Regions from separate parts of the Mus musculus genome. Here all the other regions are linked to region 1. Evidence: chromatin contacts called from public Hi-C, HiCAR-type and HiChIP or PLAC-seq data. All regions are on one chromosome and are shown on one strand. The core of a region is the stretch at or near the end of the contact, and the rest is flanking DNA. Distances in the headings are between cores, read along the strand shown. Region 1 holds the start of Ube2n (ubiquitin-conjugating enzyme E2N). Region 2 has its middle 89 kb from the start of Mir3966. Region 3 has its middle 78 kb from the start of Gm34044. Region 4 holds the start of Btg1 (BTG anti-proliferation factor 1).

Region 1 (4,806 bases), core at 1,544-4,043:
TGCTTTTTCAGCTTGTGGGTTGCGCTTGCAGTGCCTTTGGGGATGGTCAAACGATCCTTTCACAGGGGTTGCCTAAAGCCATTGGAAAACACAGGTATTTACAGTACAATCCATAGCAGTAGCAAAATTCCAGCTATGAGGTAACAACAAAAATCATTTTATGCTGGCAGTGCTGGGAGCCATTGTTAGGTAACGTTAGTTCAAACCTGGGACAAACGGCTGAGGTACCTATCTAATATATCAAAGCAGACCTAGCTGCCAGGTTCTCCCAGCATCCCAAAGCCCCTACCTGTTACAGGACTCTCCTGGCCAAGCTAGCATACCCAGCATCCTACCTTAAACTTCTCCATCCTGGCGGCTGGGCTGCCCTCCCCTGTATAATCCAACCGTTTTGGTTACATGGCCTTTTACGCTTCTCTGGGCTTCCGGGCTGCTGCACCTGGTTCTCCTGTCTCCTTTCCCCTCCCCCTCTCCTCACGTAGCCCAACTCAAGTCTGGTCATGTCCACTCTGGACTTTCCCAGACATCAGTCTGGCTATGCTCTCCCTTTTTTGTTTTTGTTTTTGTTTTTCGAGACAGGGTTTCTCTGTGTAGCCCTGGCTGTCCTGGAACTTACTCTGTAGACCAGGCTCGCCTCGAACTCAGAAATCCACCTGCCTCTGCCTCCCAAGTGCTGGGATTAAAGGTGTGCGCCACCACCACCCAGCTATGCTCTCTCCCTTTTATCTACAGTAACCTTTCTCACCCACTGTACCTAGGACCAGTGGTGTTCCTTTCCTTTTTCCTTTTGTTTCATTCAGGTGGGGCTTGTGGTTTGACAGACATGCCTGGGAAAGGAGCTGAACTATTTTGTTATAACCTTGGACAATGTTAAGTCTATCTAAACAGCAGTCTCGTGAACAGAGCTATGGAGATATGGCTTTGCAGTAATGGGTACTTGTTGCTCTGGCAGAGGACTCACAAGGTGGCTCACAACCTTCCTTAGCTCCAAGTCCAGTGGATCTGACTCCTGAAAGCACCGGCCATAAGTTAGTGTTATCAACTTGATAAGATCTAGAAACACCTCTGGGCCTGCCTGTGGGGACTGTCTTGATTTAATTGATGGATACCCATCTTAATTCTAAACAGGAAAAATGAAGAAAGCTGAACACTAACATGTAAGATTCATTGCTCTCTGTTTCTTTTTTTTTTTTTTTTCTGAGACAGGGTTTCTCTGTGTAGCCCTGGTTGTCCTGGAACTCACTCTGTAGACTAGGCGGGCTTCAAACTCAGAAATCTGCCTGCCTCTGCCTCCCAACTCTATTTCTGATTATGAATTTGATGTGACCAGCTGGGATTGTCTCCCTGTGATGCAACTTGGGGCTAAAATTAACCCTTTTCCTTTAAGTTGCTTTTGGAGGGTGTTTTACCACAGCAACATGAAAAGAAATGGAAACACCCAGCGATCCTTGTGAGACACCTCCACTTTTAGGGCCCTCATTCTATGAGTAATCCAACGCCTTTGGGGATTACAGGCTTTTCTATCCCCTTGAGAAGGCTAGGCTGACTTCAAATTGGCAATTCAGAAGACGAGGCCTAAATCCCTGTTTCTAAGAACTAGGCAAGTCCAGGCCTCAGAAGCTGCCCCACCACCTGGCCTGAAGCAAGGACAGTGGGTCAGCAGTAGTTTCCAGACTTCCTCAGCAACAGTTTTCAGCCACTCATGTCCCCACCACACCCCTAATGTGCTTTAAATCTGAACTGTGAGCTCACTTCCAGGTCTCCATCTTGGAATGAGAGACCCTAGCAAGCTGGACTTCTGCAGAATAAAGCCCTCTCTGCGTTTACATACCGTTTGGGTCTGGGGTATCATTCTTCAGCGAATCATGCATGGACCCTTACACTCTAATCAGATCCTTCTTCTAGTTAGCACGTAAATCTCGATTGCTAGGCTCAACCTTAAGTGGTGGCACAAGCCTAGCTCTACTCAGGGGGCAGAGGCAGGAGAATCACGAGTTCCAAGTCAGCTCGGTGCGTACAGAATAGAGAGCACCAGGCCAGACTTGGTTACATAGGGAGCCCTTTCTCAGGAAAACCAACAACCACAAAGATTAAATATCCTGCAGGATCCAGGCGTTTAGAGGCCGTGCCTTTTGCCTCCTCCCTTGTTCCGAACTCTCTTTTGGGGAGCGCCAGAGAGGCCCCCTTTTTTATGTGAAATTTAAACGTTTAGAAAAAATTTTTTTTGTCGCGGGTGTGTGTGTGGTCCTTGGCAAGCAGCGTTATTCCCAGTTAGAAGCTTTGGTATTGACTTCCGGCCTGTTCGCCACCGAGGAGGAGCGCGCGACCCGCCTGCCCTGTCCGCAGGGAACCGCTGCAGCGCCAGCCCGCCACGCGCACTGCGGACACGCTGAATGAACAAACGGAACGAATGAATGAATGGGCTGCGTCGGGGGCCGGGCCTTTGTTACGTCGCCCCCCGACGCAGGCGTGGTCGCACGTACAGCGCTCGCTCGTGGACGCCGGCCGCCCAGTGTTGCCGATTCTGCCACGGGCCAAGAAGCTCGGCGCCGCCTCGCGCCGCCTCCCCCCAAGTCCCTGCCCCGCCGCGGAGCGTCACTTCCGCCACCCCCGGCTGGGGTTGGGGCGGGGAGCGCGGGGGAGGGGGCCACCAGGTCGGAGGGAAGGCTGTCGGAAGCCCGCGTCCTAGCAGGGACTACATTTCCCGAGGGGCCTCGGCGGAGGTAGCGACAGGCGGGCGCGGCGACGTTCCCCGGAAGTGGAGCCCGGGACTTCCACTCGAGCGTGAGGAGAGCGGAGCCGGAGACAAGAGCAGAGGCCGAACTCGGGATCTGACAAGATGGCCGGGCTGCCCCGCAGGATCATCAAGGTAACCGCCCAGGCGGGCTTCGGGCCACTGGCTCTGCTCCGGCGCGCCGGGCCGCGCGGCCGTCCGCTTCCCTCCGCAGCCTCCGAGAGGCCTCTCTAAGGCATCGCGGAGAAGGGTCCGGCCTCGGCGGCGAGGAAGTCGGGCGCTGAGGAGGGGGCGCCGGGGAGACTTCCGGCCGCCTCTGAACGCCGGACAAGCGGGACGCCCGGGCGGTGCGGCCGCGGCCGGGGAGGCCCTGGCGGCTGCCCGGGAGAGGGCGGGGCTGCGGGCTTCGGGCTCTGGCGCGGGACCGGTGCGGGCCTCGGCGGCTTCTGTTCCTCCGCGGGGCGGGAATCGCGGCGTGGCCTGGACTCTGGGCGCGGGTGGTGGCCCGTGGCCGGCCGCTCTGCCCCGGAGCTCCCTTCTCTTCCTCCGCAGGGGCTCGGGGCTGCGGCAGTCCCGGGTGCGGAATGAATGGACCGACCCCGAGAGCCGGGCGGGGCCGCGGGCCGGGAGAGGCCGCTCCGGGAGGGCCACGGGGTTCTGCCGGCGACAGCACAGGTTGGTCCTGGCTGCCCCGCACCTCCTAGCGACGTCCGGGGCTGGCCGCCCGGTTGCCCTGGCTTCCGCGTTCGCTTCCCGGTGTTTCTGCTGGGTAGCGCTGTGATTGTACTTCGGCTGGCTAACTCTTTGGAGACTGTTCTCTTCTCCGAGGCAAGGGCCTCAAGGGCCTCGGTTATGGGGATGATCTGTGAAACAGTTTGCCTCTCAGCTTTTGTGCGCCTTATTTGAGCGGCCCTGGGGCTCTTTAGGGATACTGAATTTTGATAAATACATAAGGAACCACGGGGGTATAAACCTCGTATCTTGATTTCCTAAAATCTTTACATAACACCATTAAGTCTTCATAGTGTTATAACCCAAGAAAACTAAATTTTTAACATTTTTTGGCATCTGTTTTTTTTTTTAATGTAGGAAATTGGTTAAAAAAATCTTGCACTGCCCAGTTTGCCAGCTAAGTGCTCAAATTGAAGCTTCACTTTGCTTGCTGTAATCCACTGAACATATATTTATAGCATTGTTCCACTCTTCCAAAGTTTTAGGGGAGATTTGTACAAAGTAAGTGGAGGGCCTCTTTGAAGGGTGTGAGACACTGTAGTTCTTCAGGCAGTCACAAATGTCTGTGAGGCTGGGGTGTCATTGACAGAAAGGTGCTTGAATTAGAAAAACAAGCCCTTTCATAGGATAAAAACTCTTACAAAGGAAGAATACATTTTCCACGAGCACTGGAATCTCCTTTTTAAATTTGTTTTATTTATTTATTTATTTACTTATTTATTGGTTTTTCTCTGTGTAGCCCTGGCTGTCCTGGAACTCAGAAATCTGCCTGCCTCTGCCTCCCAAGTGCTTGGACTAAAAGCATGCGTGTGCCACCACTGCCCAGCGAGCACTGGAATCTTAAAACAAATGTTTATTGCTGTGTTATGAATCTTAGAACATTTCCAAGTAGGTTTTTGGGCATTGGAAGATCCCGAATATAGTTTAGTTCTGATATATGCACATAGCCACTAGTGATCATGTAAACCAAGATTCCGTTTGATAAATGGCTGCTTCGCTTCACAGGCCATCAAGTTTTTATTTGTTACTTTGGTTATTGACTAGACATAGCAGAGATTGATAATGAATACAGTTCTGTAAAATGCCCAGTAAACTGAACAGTTGATATTGATACTCTGCAGTAATATGAAGGCCTTGACTGAGAAAATAAACTCTGTGGAATATATTTGTTATAAGCTTACAGAAATGCTTTACAGCAGAAAATTCAAGTGCTCTTCAATTCATTTGGCACCCAATGCTTAAGTATACATTTCCTTTTGCTTATTTAAAACAAGATAGTGGCAAACCCATGCTGTAATATATAATCTTCACTTTATAGTACTTTATTATACTTATTTAAT
Region 2 (4,806 bases), core at 1,360-3,859, 1.8 Mb after region 1:
CCTCTTGAAGAGATTGCAACTTACTGTTGGTAAGACAGGGTTAGAATTTCCTTTACTGTCATTTATCTATTATTAATTTACTAGAAGCAAAGTTGAATATTTATGGATAAAAGTCACGTTGAAATGGTAGTCGCCCAAAATATCCATGTCATTGGGTAACTGAGTACGAAAAGAGAGCTTTTCATGTGTGTGCAGTAAGGGAGGATATGCATGTACATGTGTGTATGTATATACGTATATACAAATATACACATACATACATATATATGTATATGTATGGCTATGTATATATGTATGTCTATGTATATATGTGCGTATATATGTATATGTGTATATATGTATATGTTTGTATATATATGTATATATGTGTGTGTGTATGTGCATGGATATATATATATGTACATATATATATATATATACATATATATACACACATATATACATAGACATACATATATATATATATATGTATATATACATAGACATACATACATACATATATATATGTGTGTGTGTATATATATATATCTCCATGCATATGAAGGCCAGTGGACAACCCTGACTGCTTTTACTCAGGCACAGTGGAACTTGTTTCTTAAGAAAGGATCATTCATTGGTCCGGAATTCACTAATTAAGCTAGGTTTTTCTGGCTGGCAAGGCCTGCTACCACACCTGGCTTTTTGATGTGGGTTATGGCTATGAAACTCAGGTTCCAGTGTTTGCAAGACAAGCACTTTAGTAAGTTACTTCTCTCTCAGCCTGTGAAGTTACCTCTTAATAAAGGGTTGCTAGGAATTGGCAAGAAGATGAGAGGGAGAAGGTTGTCTCACATTAAGCAGGCACTGAATTAGACTAGAGCTCCTTCAGAACTCGGGAAGCCTTCAGAGATGCCAAAGTCTTGGTCTTGACTTTGGGCTTCCAGAGCTGTGAGAAAAGAGGGTTCTGTCATCTCAGTGTGTGGTGTTTTGTCAGGACAGCCTAAGTTAACCAAGACTCCAGCCTCCTGTGAAGTGTAATTAGGTCTTACAGCAATTTTCTGGATTATTTGCTGTTGCCTGCCTACCTATGGACTTAAAGGGGTCTCTGGAGGGTCCCTAACTTCACACTCCCAATTCAGCTTTCTCTCCCACTCTCCTTTTGCTGACTTGCCCAACTTCCTGTTATCAAAACCCCATGTTATTCAGGAGCAGCAGCTGTTCTCCTTGTCCTCTGCAGTTGTGGCCTCCTGCGAGTTTTGACTGTTCCCTGTGAAGAAATACAAAGGCACCCTGCCCTCCCCCGCACCACTAAAAATTCTGATCCATGTATTTTTACTGAGGTTACAAAGTAATAATCCCACAAGATGTTCCACCACAGGGGAAAAAACAGACAAAACAAAGCAAGACAAATCCAAAAACCTAGGACTTTGAAGGATTGGTTAGGGTTAGTTTTTGTAAACGAACAGATCTGGTAGATCTGTCTGACTCCTCAAATTCAGATTACTCAAACTATGGAGATACCATAGGGTTAGAGGCATAGGTCCAAAAGATTATGTGAATAGGACAATTTTTAATGTTGGTTTTAAGTCAGTCACATCTTAGTTGCCCTCACTCCTGAGGGCAAGCAAGCATAGCTATAGAGGACAGTGTAGCTACAGAACTGTCAAGGCTAGAAATGTCACTGAAAGGAGAATTTGGGGTTTGGATAACAGATCTTGAAGCCACTGGAGAGAGGAGGGCTTTGCGCTGGCTCCTCTTCTGATCCTCCATGTCTTGCTCTGCTAATTTCCTGTGACTTACCAAATTCACTTTTTAGTGAGTAAAAACTTCAAAACCACAACCAGAAAATGGAAGAGCAGTGAGACTTAGTGCCCAAGGCCAGAAATGAAAGCACCAGGATAGTTTTTCAAAACAACACTACCTTCCAAAGGAGAGAAGCAAAGGTGTTTTATTTGGGAACCCTGTAGATAGCCATTCTTGAAACCACATCAAAGCCAGTTCAAGCTCAAGGTAATATGTACATATTCAAAATGGAAAGACAGAAGGTATTAGAACATGGCCTGGACTTTCAAGCCCAATTCTAGAGCCCGAAGCAGGCCACACCTTCCTGGAACTCTGCCTGGGATAGCAGTTTGAGAAGCAGTCAGTAATGTGACTTGATATCTCTCAGTCTATAGCACTTAGTTCCCTGGTATGCTCTCTCTCTCTCTCTCTCTCTCTCTCTCTCTCTCTCTCTCTCTCTCTCTCTCTCACACACACACACACACACACAAAACAAAAAACAAAAAAACAAACAAACAAAACCACACACTATGCTGAACTGAATCATGTGCTGCAAAACGTTTGGCTGCATAAAGGTTATTCAAAGTTGACCCTTTGTTCTAGGGGTTGATTTGAGACTACCCAGAGAGATTGCTCAGCTCAGGGATTTGGTCTAGAGATAAGGCTGCTCTCTGAAGAGGCCCTGGTCTCTTCCTCCTTGACCTTCCCCAACTCCTCTCCAGGCTTTGAAGAGAAGCCTCTACTCTCATTTAAGGCTCCATCTTGTGCAGTGTATTGTTTCTGTTCCAGCCCCAAGGCCCACTTGTGGTTTCAGCTCCTCTTTACAGACCAACTGCAGCTGGTTTTCTGTAGTATCATCTTTTTTTTTTAACAGAGGAAAGAGACACTTCAGGGCATGCCCAGTTCTGTACTGTGATCAAACAAATTTACTAGAGGCTAGCTGAAAGAATTAGAGGAAATGAGTTGGAGATCTTGGCTGCCTGGTCTTTCATACATTTCTCCAAAGAATTTGAACTGAAACATAGAAAACAAACAAACAAAACATTGAAAATGTCTTAACAGCCTTGTAAACTCATGGGATGGGAGTTTTCCCTTCCATACATTCAGGAGTAATGTCCCTTAAAGAACTAGCCTTGTTTCTTGGCTAACAGAATAACTCACGTTATTCTCAGTTTTCTGGGTCTGTGTGCAATCCATCTGTGGAGACATTTCAGCCCACACTGAAAGGATCTTCACAAGGAAGGACAGCGATTTAGAGATTTCGTTTCTTCTCTCCCCCCTCACCCCCCGCCCCCAACCAAGGAAGCTTACTGCACTTTGGCTCTACCCTCTGGCCAAGGGCTGCCACTCTCATTGTGCAACAAGAACTCAGCTTGGATCTTGAAATGACTTCTTTCCCGGCCTGCCTTGTGACTGAACATGCTAAAAAACGCCTCACTGTATAACAGCCCAGACTAATACTTACCAAGAGAAAATAAAAGTGAGCTTATAAAAGCAGAGGCGTGAGTCACTAGGAAGGAACAGCCAACACAGCCTTTGCTGGGCTTTTATTCACATGGAAACGAAACCCCTCCAGCCCCACCTCCTCCAGCATCTTTTCTCTGTCTCAAAGTACTCTAAGTCCCAGGGAGACTTAGTGTGTCAACAGGATGACCCTAGGTTAGGCCTGCGGGCTTTTCCAAGAGAGGCAGGAGGTGAAAGACCCCAAATGCCCCTAAAAACCACCGTGAGACTATTTCCCTCTTTTAAAATGGAAAATGGACAAACTCTTCTCTATGAAATTGAACAGGACCACATCTTTGTAAGACTCAATCATCCTACCTGATTATGTCTTGTAGATTCTAATAGTATTCTGGGAGATGCCTTTACATGTCAACACAGTTGAGGAAAAATCAACTGTGATGAGAGAAGAAGAGCTTGGGTAATCTCAAACACGATATTTAATCGATTTTTATCATTTTCTGTGTCTTTCTGTCCCTTCTTGCCCATTGCCTGGAATGTACAAGTCATGCTATCTGAGATATAAGGTATGATTTATGCAGCTGATACTAGCAATGTAACTTAACAGAACATTGACCAAATGGATCCTATTTAATATAAGTTCTATTCTCATTAAAGAATTTTAGAGACAGTGTTTTTCTCTTTCTCTAAAACACACAAGTTTGTAATCAGTTCTCTCTTAATGAAGTCTAAGCATTAGGGCATGAGAAGTTTCTTTATGCCCAGATTCTAGAAAATATTTATTTTATTAAATTTTAAGAGGTAACAGAAAATGAGTGAAAATGAAAATGGTTTGTGTTAATCAAAATATCTTTAAGTAATGTATATTAACATTATCTTTTAGGTTATGGCTGTGGCATAATTTCCAGGAATAATCTCATGTATACAATTGAGAAATATGATTTTTGAAGATTATAGCACATAAAAATGGATAGTTAGTTTGTCAAAGATTTTAAAGCCAGTTTTCAGTTTTGTTTTGTTTTGGCTTTTGGTTTTGTTTTTTTCTTTGTTTGGGGTTTTTTTGTTTTGTTTCTCTCTCTCTCTCTCTCTCTCTCTCTCTCTCTCTCTCTCTGTGTGTGTGTGTGTGTGTGTGTTGGGGGGGGGGGTAGATCAGAAGAGATACCAACCTGGCAAATGTCACATTCAGGATCTGGGTAAACTTTGACATCTCCCTCTAATAGTAAAAGAGCTATAATAACTTTTTACTAAATAAAGATAGCTAATACTTTGACTTTAAATGGAAACTAAAGTATTAAAATCACATTTTAAAGTGCTCAGGAAATTTCTAAACAGTTTTGTTTGTGTGTTTGTTTGCTTTCTTGCTTGTTTGCTGGTAGACAAACTTAATAGGAATATTTTAAATTCAAAAAAATGAAGGGCTAGCTCACATGGACTAACTAATCTTCAGGGATTTCTTCTGTATGAAATGGACGTTGACAGTGTGGAAAGGGGCTATTTGCTTTTAGAGTGATTAAGTATCGCTCAAAATGAAATCTTGAAGTCATTGCTAATAGATGCTGTGTTTGTAAATAATGTTATGTGAAT
Region 3 (4,806 bases), core at 777-3,276, 1.8 Mb after region 1:
CGTAGGAGTTCCCAAGCTCCATGTACTGTTTGGCTGTGGGTGTCTGAAACTGTCTCAATCAGCTGCTGGTTGGAGCCTCTCAGAGGACAAGATGCTCCTGTCTGAAGCATAACAGAGCATCTTTAGTAAAATTAGGGATTGGTGCTTGCCAATGGGATGGGTCTGGCATGGGGGGCAGCTGCAAGGCCTGGGTTTGAGCAAGTAAGGAACTCAGCCAATGCATGGAATAAGGCAGTATACATACGGTGGCCCAACACTCTTCCACTGACACCACCTCATGCTATTTCTATTAAGTCTCTTGGGCTCTCTACGACAATTATACCTACTGGCTAAATGATCAGTTTCTCTAGCTGCTGTTAGGCCAACATGATTGAGCAAACTTCATAAAACTCATGACAGTCCTTAAGGGAATAGACCTTGTTTTTGGAGCTGTCGAATGCTGAATACGTGCAGGCAGGCATACACACAGTCTTCTGGGAATGTAGCTGTTTGGAAATATAGTTAATCAGTAGGTTTTATTCTTTGCCTTTTAGTTCCTTATATGCTGTGTACAACGCATTATAATTGAGTGTCATAGAAAAAGAAAGGCACAGGACGCTTCCAGTTTTGTATGTTTGCTAGATGAATATGAACAGGGGAAAAAAGTCCATTACTGGCTCCAATATGTACTTTGGAACAATACTTCACAAATAAATATGTTATGCTTTTTCTCAAACAGAAAATGTTTGGGCATTGTTAGTTTATCATGCCCAATTAGACTATAAACGTTTGTTCCTCTTTTACTCAGAAGCGGGGTTATTTTAGATGCCACACCCACACCAGGAGTAAAGGTTTCTTAAGTTTTGCTTATGTGTCCTGTACCGTGAAATCTACGCTCAAGAGGAAAACAGTGTGTTGAACTGACACTTTCCTCTGTGGTTAATATGTAAGCCACGTATTATCTGAATTGTTTTGCCAAAACACGTCTGGCTGGGTACATTACACAGGTCACTCGCATATACATATTGGAGACAATAAGGTATCCGTAACAGCGTTGTGTGCTCACTCTTTTCATCTAATTTAAAATCGCGACGTGGTTTAGGAAAAGCTCTCTTAAGTCACAATACCAAGTTATTGCAGCAACATTTGTCCTCCGTGGCACTAAATTCCCTGTATAGTAAATTGTGTTTTCGGTTGCTTTGTCCCATAGTGTTGATCATAAGCCGTACTTAAGGATTTCAAACGGCGACAGCGCCCCCTCACCCCCCCCCCCCAAACCCCTTTTTAGTCCTAAGCTAGAAGTACCTATCAAATCCTATTTCTTTCCTTAAAGACACACAGGAAAGCGCCGCGGAAGAGATTCGTCGACTGTGCAACAGCGACCCCTGGCGGCCCGATGCTCGCAAGGCCTTGAGCACCCAGAGCTGTCTCTAATCAAGTCCCTCTTTGTTTTCCATATCTGGAGAGCGACCCGGAACTGTCTTTGAGAGTGTGGGCTGTGTTTGATACCCACAATCTAAAGCTCAAAGTTTCAGGATCTTCACTACTCACGGCGTACAACTCATGGGTCTTTGTTTTCTTTTTGTGACATTTAATGAAATGAGTTTTGTAGTTGGGTTTTGTCCCTTTCTCCTTGCCAGCGAATCACAACAACAAACTTGCACATTAGTAAAAAGCCTTTGATGGCTTTTGTCTGTTTGGGAGGAGAAAATGCCTGAAAAGTAAGTAAAGGTCTCAGGGAGGTGGGGGGAAGGAAAACGAGTATTGCTTGTAGCACGAACACCCATATGATTCATCGGTAGAAGCTGAGCTCTGGCTCCATTTCTTTTGTAGATTTCCCGGCTCCCCTCACCCCACCCCCCGCTTTGTTCCGCTTCAAACCTTTCAGAGGGCTGAAATGCATTATTACCTTGTTAAATCTCTACCCAAATCATTTCTACAGCCCGAAGCTGTTTTGACGTGGGTTGAGCATCTCTCTCTCACACACATACACACAAAAGAATTGCTTTTGTTCCCAGACGCTCTCATTGGCTGAACGGCCTCCCTTTCGGGCCAATCAGAATCTAGTTGTCAGGCTTGGCAGGCTATTTTTAACCCAACACACAAAACCACTGGGTCTTGGAGGCAGTCCGCGGCAGAATGAAAGTCCCCATAGTAAAAGGCAGCAGCTGAATGTATTTTGGATGTCACGGCGTGTTTGACATTTTCTCTTTAATTCCATATACACTGTTACATTAGCATGTGCTTTTTCGTAAACAACTAACTCAGAAATGGACCTGCGTTTTCACAAGCTCTGTATTACCCTTTTAGGAAGAGAAAGCCTAAAATATATTGTATTCAGACTTGATCCAAAAACATTTCATAGTGTGTGGACGTATTAAACACACACACACACACACACACACACACACACACACACACACAGTTTCAATACGAGTGTGAAGGTGCTTTTAACAAGGGATTTTTGTAGATTTTCATTTTGGGTTGACAAAATTTTCATCAGTGACTGAATGAGAGTTACAATAATATCCATCTTTCTCCCTTACCGCATTCAATATGTATATAATTACTGCAACATGTATACACTTTATGTGTGGCATCTAAAATTATAAATACTCAGTGTGGGGTATTTTTGTGGGGGTATTTAGATAAAGCATGGTTTGCAGCATATTCAACCGATTGTTCAGTGGGGGACTTTTTTTTTTTAACCTCCCTAAATACACTTTAAGTGACAAGGCATCAAAACACATAGTTTGTAAATTATCTAACATATCCAGGAAACGAAAAGTTGCCAGATGTGAAAATACCAGGTTGTAAAGTTTGATTCACCCCCCAACCCCCGAGCCTTCCGTTTAATAGGCCAAAAAGCAGAAAAAGCTAAGTTGATCTCAAAATATATATCACAAAGCAATTTATTGGCAGAAAAATGAAACTATTTCCTGCAAAGGAAAGGGGGGGTTGTGGAGGCCTAAATAAGAAAGATGTTAAGAATCTCCCCTGGTTCTTACAAGAGATTTTTAAATTGTAGATTTGCCTAGTATTTATTTATCCAAGCTTGGCGATATGACTTTATTTGTTGTTCTTTGTTCATCTCCTGAAAAAGGCCTGTTATTTTTTGTTGCAAACCACGAAAGTGTCATTTAAACATGGTGTCAGGCAAGTGCAGAAATCCCGCAAAGGCTCCTGGGAGACATGGCTAGGATCCTATTCAAAGATGCAGGCGTTCTTCAGGAGAGAGGCTTCCATAACAAAAGTAGCCAAGGATAAGGAAAAGTTTACACAAAAGTTCTAGCAGAACTGTGGAGAACAGTCAAGATGTAGGGAAGGTGTGTACCTTGCCTTAGCAGATTTCACTGTTGGGGAGAAATGTCCCCTGCTTTTCTGATGGTGAATTTGAACGACTGTAACAATGCACCTGGAAAAGAGGCCACTCTTTCCAACAACTGTGTGAGGCACACTAGGTCAGCTTTCTAAAACCTCTATAATAGCTCCCAGGAACTTTGCTAGGTTTAGATAGGCAACCAGCTGCTAACAATTTAGTTTAATATTCATTCTTATTAGAGTCAAAGAATCTGAAAAAAACTGAGACCAGGCAAGATTCTTTTCTCTTGGCAGTGGCATATAGCACATTGAACTCCAGTAAAAATTAATCCATGACACTTTTTTGATGCTAGGCCCTCATTCTTTGGGCCGGGTCATTTTGCTCTTGACTTAATCATCTGGGAAGTGCCTTGATTTGGGTTGTTTGTTTGTTTGTTTGTGGTTTGGTTTGATTATATGCTTGTCTGGTTTAAAAGTAAATATACAACGATCATATCAATTTTTTTAAATGTGTCTTCACCTCGCAGTCTCTGGGTTTATATATAAACTCCCTAAAGGCAAAAACTATTAGAATAAAATAGGTATATTATTATTTTTTAAAGAAAATAACATTTAACCCCTCCACCCAGCATTTGTTAAGTTTTATCCAACCCTGGTGTACATTTTCTTGTCCATGGAAGTTCTCCTGGGAGAAGAAACATATGCAGGTCCCTTGCCTGAGCCTCTATGAGAATGGTAAGCAGAAAAGGACTGGATGCTGCCAGGTTCCAAACTAACCAGGTAAGAAATGGAGTTATTGTTGTCTGCAAAATGTAGATCCCTAGGCCTCCAAGATATCTTGTGATCACCTGCTGACTAAACTGTGATCATGTTAACCGAGAGATGGGTGCAGTCCCTGAACTGAAGCCCTCATGCCAATGTGTTTGTAGAACCGATAGAGTAGACCAAACCCTAGTTCTATCATGACAAAATGGGTTCTTGCTGAGGAGTGACAGTTTTCTGTGTGTTGGGTAAAATGGTGGAGAAGGATGTCTGTCAATGACAGCTGGTGTCTTCAGCTTGCTTCTCACTTCCCAGGAGTCTTGCTTCAAGCTCCCCACCTCGCCCCACCCCACCCCCGTCCATGTTCCCTTCTGGGAATGTTTCTCAGGTTCCTCCTGAGCTGCATCCCCTTTGTCACTCCTCACCCATCTCCCCAACTTGCAGTTAAGAGTAAATCCATGGGATCCTTCTCTTTCTCTTTTTATTTATTTATTTTTTTAAATTTATTTATTATATGTAAGTACATTGTAGCTGTCTTCAGACACTCCAGAAGAGGGAGTCAGATCTCATTATGGATGGTTGTGAGCCACCATGTGGTTGCTGGGATTTGAACTCTGAACCTTGGGAAGAGCAGTCGGGCGCTTGTCGCGCCCGCTCTCGACCAGCAAGAACGACGCGACCACCAGTCCTTCTAACAGCAGTTTATTCAGTCCTGATTCTTACCCGAACCCTGGGCCTCTCACT
Region 4 (4,806 bases), core at 1,656-4,155, 1.1 Mb after region 1:
AGGCCTAGCCCTTCTGCCTGATTCCTTCCGTCGTATTACAAACTGCTAAGATTATATTTATCAAGCTAGCCACCAAGGCCTATTCCCTTATTTGACCACTTCCTCCTTCTGAGGCTGACTACCAAGGTCCTGCTATCAAAATATTGAAGTCCAGCAATCAAAAGACCCCTTTGGCTCACCTAATTAACATGCCCAATTAAAATTAAATACCTCCTGCTAACACTGGGGTTCCTTTTTACCTTTATTAACTGCCATTTTTCTATGGGCCATATCTATCTCCTCTCTATCCAGAAGCAGTCCTTTGTCCCTCTGGGGCAAATATCTCTCCTCCATCTCTGTTGTTCCCTTCCCCTTCTCCCTCATCCTCTGTCTCCTGTCTTTGTCTCTTATTCCCTGCTCTCTGTCCCTCTCGGGCAAATAAATCTTTGCTCGTGGGAGTCCTGAGCCAATACTCATCTCTAACAGATAGCATGTGAGTTAATATGTGTGTGTGTCTGTATATTATGAAAATGGTTTTCAACATTGTGCTGGTCCCCAAAATTTAGTAGTCTATAGATCAGAGAAACCCACTCCCTTATTCTATGCAACTATATCTTTTTCTTTGTAGTTAAAAGCATTTGATGAGGGAACCAAAACTCTCAGCCCTTTGGATTCCCGTTAATCGTTCGATAGTTATCCCTATAAACAATGTTTCCTGAGCTTCAAGGCCCCACTGCTAACCTGATGTTTGCCAACTAAACACATCAAATCAAAACAAAACAAAACACAAACCCCACAAAGTTCGTTTCCTGAATTTGTTTTGACAGAGATCTTATGATTTTTAACGCATGGCTGCTTTCAGGGTCTCACCTACACTCAGACTTGCCAAAGCTATTCGGTGAGGATGACCTTGAATTCTTCCTCTTGCTTTACTCCCTTGGTGACAGGAATTACAGGCATGTGCCTGCTGGGGAATCTGACCCAGGCTTCCCGAATTATAGGTAAACACTCTACCGACTGAGGTATAGCCCAAGGTCCCCTGCCTCTGGATAAAATTACAGGCAAACTTCCCTTCACTTCTTGAACTGACTGCTTTGTTTTGAGACAAAGACTCAACTATGCATCTTTCGCTGGCCTTGAACTCACAGAGATCTGTCTGCATCTCCTCTGGAGTTCTGGGAGTATGTGTTAATTATGCCCGGTCCTTGAGCTAATCTTAAAGTTTTCAGATGAGGGCCTGATGATGTCTGGGAAGGCAGTGAAGTTTGTGGAGAGAATCAGGAATTGGGAGATGTCCCGGTTCAAACTTCAGTATTTTGTTAGCTTTGTTCGTTATTTTTGCTTTGTAGAGGAGTCTGTTTATACTCTGAGTCACTGGGATGGGATTCACAGTCACAGGCAAAGGAGACAGTTTTATTCTCTTCCTAATCCAGACTGGAAAGGACAGAACGCGTGGGGAGGCGGGTGGGAGAGAGAGATGCAGACCTCTTGATAGCCTATGGTTCAAGGACTCACTTTTGGTTCTTTATCTTCCGGGATGGTAAGATGAGCCTCCAGTCAAAACCCTGCGTCTGTTTTCAGAAAGTCCTATCTGACAATTCACACACACACACACACACACACGCACACGCACACGCACACGCACACGCACACACACACATGCACAAAGATGTTATTTTTTGATTCAGTTTATTATAAAAAAAAACTTGATACTTTCTGAAGTGCTTTCTAACATTATCTTTAGATAATATGTGGGTACTTAAGTATTGTATATTAATGATAAATGATGTATAGGTCACCTTTTCAAATTAATTTCAGAACCAATTATCCTCTTGTTTCTCCTCTAGCTCCATACACACACACACACACACACACACACACACACACACACACACATATATATATTTTAAAGTGGTGTGTATTGCATCTGATGACCAACTAAACTCTAAATATTTATTTCCATCTGGTAGAGTTCAACTTCTGCCTCTTGTTTGCTTTCTTCTTCCTGCCTGGACTTCATTGTTTTCTCTCCCTTCTCCTACTTTAAGAGAGTTGGGTTAACCCTATTTTGGGTCTAATAGTTTTAGCAGGCTCATGCTTTCCTTTTTTTCTAGGCTGTTTACAACCGTCTTTGCCAGTAAATATGGGTGTCTATGCTTAACACTCTCGACAAGCTTAAAGTTTTATCTTATGTGTCAACAGCAGCACAACTCTAAAGTTCTGACATCACTTGAACTAGAAAAACGAATTTGTTGTGCCTTTCTAAAATACATATGCAGATTTTTATGAGTTTCAAGGCTCATCTTCTCCCCCCCCCCAGCCCCCCGGGGTTCTGCAAACCCTAGGGGCAATGGCTTGGATTAAGCCGCAGGATAGCTCCAGGGAGCGAGTCCTTCCTTCCATTCCCTAGCGGAGCCTTAGTCTCCGCCACCGCACGCTCCTCCCGCCAGGGCTGCCAGCCAAGCCGGCTGGAACTGGGCTCAGATGTAAACATGGGGTACGCAAAGGACTGGGGCTGCGGAGACCGAACCTCAGTCCTGAGGTTCCAGCCACACCGCAGTAAGTGAGGAACCCGGAGCCCGCTCGGGGACTGGAGGGTCCCCGCTGGCCCGAACCGGGGGCGGAGCTAGCTCGGGGGCGGAGCTTTCACACGCGCCTCCTTGGCTTCTTTCTCCGCCCTCCACCGCTCCGGAGTCTCAGGCTGCCACTCGGGGGGTTTATTTGTTTACAAGCAGATTACGTCAGCTCCTCCCTCTCATCCCGGCCTCTGGGCACGCCCCCTGGCGGCCTTTCTCCCGCCCCCTCCAGCCCCGAATCTGCCTGCGTCACAATGGTGCGATCTCCGGATTGGCTGGCGTCCGCCCTCACGCCCCGGGTACGCCACTTCCTTTCCGCAGCCCTATAAAATGAGCTGCACGGCGGCGGCAGCTCTTCGCCCCTCGGAGCTGGAAATGCAACTCTCGGGATCCTCGGAGGCTACCGAGCTGGAGGCGGAGGCGGCTGGGGAGGTCCGAGCGATGTGACCAGGCCGCCATCGCTCGTCTCTCTCTGTCTCTCCTGCCGCCTCCTGGCTTGAAAATAACTTTTTTACTCTAAAGGAAAGAAAAAAAATCCCCTAGAACCAGTAGCCGTCCGCGCCTCGCGCCCTCGCTTCCTCTCGGCCGTCGGGTCTGGGCGAGAGCCCGGGGTGGCCGCTTCGCCGTCGGGGCCGAGCCCCGGCCGCCCCGGGCCACCCCCGGCCGCCGCCCCCATGCATCCCTTCTACACCCGGGCCGCCACCATGATAGGCGAGATCGCCGCCGCGGTGTCCTTCATCTCCAAGTTCCTCCGCACCAAGGGGCTCACGAGCGAGCGACAGCTGCAGACTTTCAGCCAGAGCCTGCAGGAGCTGCTGGCAGGTGAGCGGGGCGCGGGGACCGTCGCGGGTCGCCACTAACGGGCGCGTCCCGGTCGTGGCTGGGGGAGGGGGGGGGAGCTGGGCGGCGGGGCGCCGCGACACGCACAACAAAGGATCCGAAGCGGGGCGACGCGGAGCTGCGCCCCGACGGCTACCGGCCGGTCGCGGGGGACAAAAGACCCAGGGCCCGGAGTCCCGTCGGTCTCCTCTGCCGGGTCGCCGCGACCGTTGCGAGAGTCTGCGGCTGAGCCCCTGGGTGGCTTGTCGCCTCTGTGTTTCGGAGCCGGCCCGGGACGGACGTGCCAGGTCTCCGCACCTCCTGTGCCTCTTGCCCATTAATCATCGGATTTGTCACCGGTACAATTACAACCCAACCCAGATCTTGGTTTAAGGTTTCTTGGGTTTTCTTCCCTTTGGGGTTAACTGGCCATAGTGGCGTTGTCTTGCCCCCACCCCCCACCAGTTCCATAAAGTCTATTGTATGGGACCCCGTTGGGGTGGAGAAAGTAAACAGGTTCCCGCCCGCTTGCCTGTGCCATCCAGCTAGTTGGCCATCCAGGGCTGCGCGCGGGATTCCTGTTTTGGCGGCTCAACCGGTCAGTACCCGGACAGTGTTTGCCACAGTGTCTTTGCTTTCTCTATTCTGTCTCACGACAGCGAATTCGGTCCCGGACATTTGTGAAAGTTGGTGGTTTTCATTTTCGCTTCGCTAAGAAGCTAGCAGCAGGAGGAGGAAAGTACGCTACGGTACGGCTGCGTTGACTACCGTCCTGAGCATTGTTTCTCTGTTCTTTTCTTCCACAGAACATTACAAACATCACTGGTTCCCAGAAAAGCCGTGCAAGGGATCAGGTTACCGTTGTATTCGCATCAACCATAAGATGGATCCTCTGATTGGACAGGCAGCCCAGCGGATTGGACTGAGCAGTCAGGAGTTGTTCAGGCTTCTCCCAAGTGAACTCACACTCTGGGTTGACCCCTACGAAGTGTCCTACCGGATTGGAGAGGATGGCTCCATCTGCGTGCTGTACGAAGCCTCACCAGCAGGAGGTAGCACTCAAAACAGCACCAACGTGCAAATGGTAGACAGCAGAATCAGCTGTAAGGAGGAACTTCTCTTGGGCAGAACAAGCCCTTCCAAAAACTACAATATGATGACTGTATCAGGTTAAGATATAGTCTATTGGATGGATCATCTTATAATGGATGGATGAATTTGATTTTTTTTGCTTTGGGTGGGCTCCTCTTGGGGATGGATTATGGAATTTAAACCATGTCACAGCTGTGAAGATCTGGCACAAGATAGAGTGGTAATAATTTTTTTATTTCTTTCTTTTTTTTTTTTTTTAATTTAGTGACAGTGCCATAGTTTGGACAGTACCTTTCAGTGATTTAAATAGCCTGTGAGTCCAAGGAAAGGATCACTTTAT

Evidence for each region. Hi-C and Micro-C count contacts between places; a contact is called where the count stands out from the background. HiCAR-type assays count read pairs that join an accessible place to other places. HiChIP or PLAC-seq counts read pairs in DNA pulled down with a chosen protein or histone mark.
Region 2: an H3K4me3 HiChIP or PLAC-seq map of pro-B cells shows a contact between it and region 1, with 8 times the contacts expected there. The contact joins the enhancer-like site here to the promoter of Ube2n in region 1. A contact is called at or near these places in 2 of 39 promoter capture datasets (the C10 cell line and embryonic stem cells), 5 of 115 datasets of contacts at active chromatin or transcription factors (T-cell acute lymphoblastic leukemia, astrocytes, embryonic forebrain and 2 more) and 1 of 9 other capture datasets (liver).
Region 3: a HiCAR-type map of astrocytes shows a contact between it and region 1, with 5 times the contacts expected there. The contact joins the enhancer-like site here to the promoter of Ube2n in region 1. A contact is called at or near these places in 3 of 39 promoter capture datasets (cranial neural crest, hippocampal neurons and pre-B cells), 4 of 115 datasets of contacts at active chromatin or transcription factors (astrocytes, large pre-B cells, pro-B cells and 1 more) and 2 of 9 other capture datasets (adipose tissue and liver).
Region 4: a Hi-C map of rod photoreceptor shows a contact between it and region 1, with 4 times the contacts expected there. The contact joins the promoter of Btg1 here to the promoter of Ube2n in region 1. A contact is called at or near these places in 3 of 39 promoter capture datasets (erythroid cells, neutrophils and pre-B cells), 4 of 484 Hi-C or Micro-C datasets (B cells, Sertoli cells, embryonic stem cells and 1 more), 3 of 115 datasets of contacts at active chromatin or transcription factors (T-cell acute lymphoblastic leukemia, astrocytes and pancreatic cancer cells) and 1 of 9 other capture datasets (embryonic stem cells).

Annotation. Positions count from the first base shown.
Region 1 is chr10:95,512,369-95,517,174 of GRCm38.p6, forward strand. Ube2n (ubiquitin-conjugating enzyme E2N) reads left to right here and starts at 2,794. Exons shown (of 4, transcript NM_080560.3): 1 at 2,794-2,869. The coding sequence starts at 2,840. It overlaps Gm46239 (a long non-coding RNA gene), which reads right to left and starts at 1,888. Exons shown (of 2, transcript XR_001779843.2): 1 at 1,832-1,888; 2 at 1-72.
Region 2 is chr10:97,331,657-97,336,462 of GRCm38.p6, forward strand. No RefSeq gene overlaps it. Among named protein-coding and RNA genes, the nearest start is that of Mir3966, 89 kb to the right of the region's middle. Within about 2 kb of position 2,610, at least 51 of the 459 cell types and tissues checked have an H3K27ac peak or open chromatin away from gene starts, as enhancers often do. A contact at or near this core is called in T-cell acute lymphoblastic leukemia and astrocytes, where this site is marked.
Region 3 is chr10:97,311,780-97,316,585 of GRCm38.p6, forward strand. No RefSeq gene overlaps it. Among named protein-coding and RNA genes, the nearest start is that of Gm34044, 78 kb to the left of the region's middle. Within about 2 kb of position 2,027, at least 387 of the 459 cell types and tissues checked have an H3K27ac peak or open chromatin away from gene starts, as enhancers often do. A contact at or near this core is called in adipose tissue, astrocytes, hippocampal neurons and 3 more, where this site is marked.
Region 4 is chr10:96,614,096-96,618,901 of GRCm38.p6, forward strand. It overlaps Btg1 (BTG anti-proliferation factor 1), which reads left to right and starts at 2,906. Exons shown (of 2, transcript NM_007569.2): 1 at 2,906-3,377; 2 at 4,181-4,806. The coding sequence starts at 3,230. The coding sequence ends at 4,548.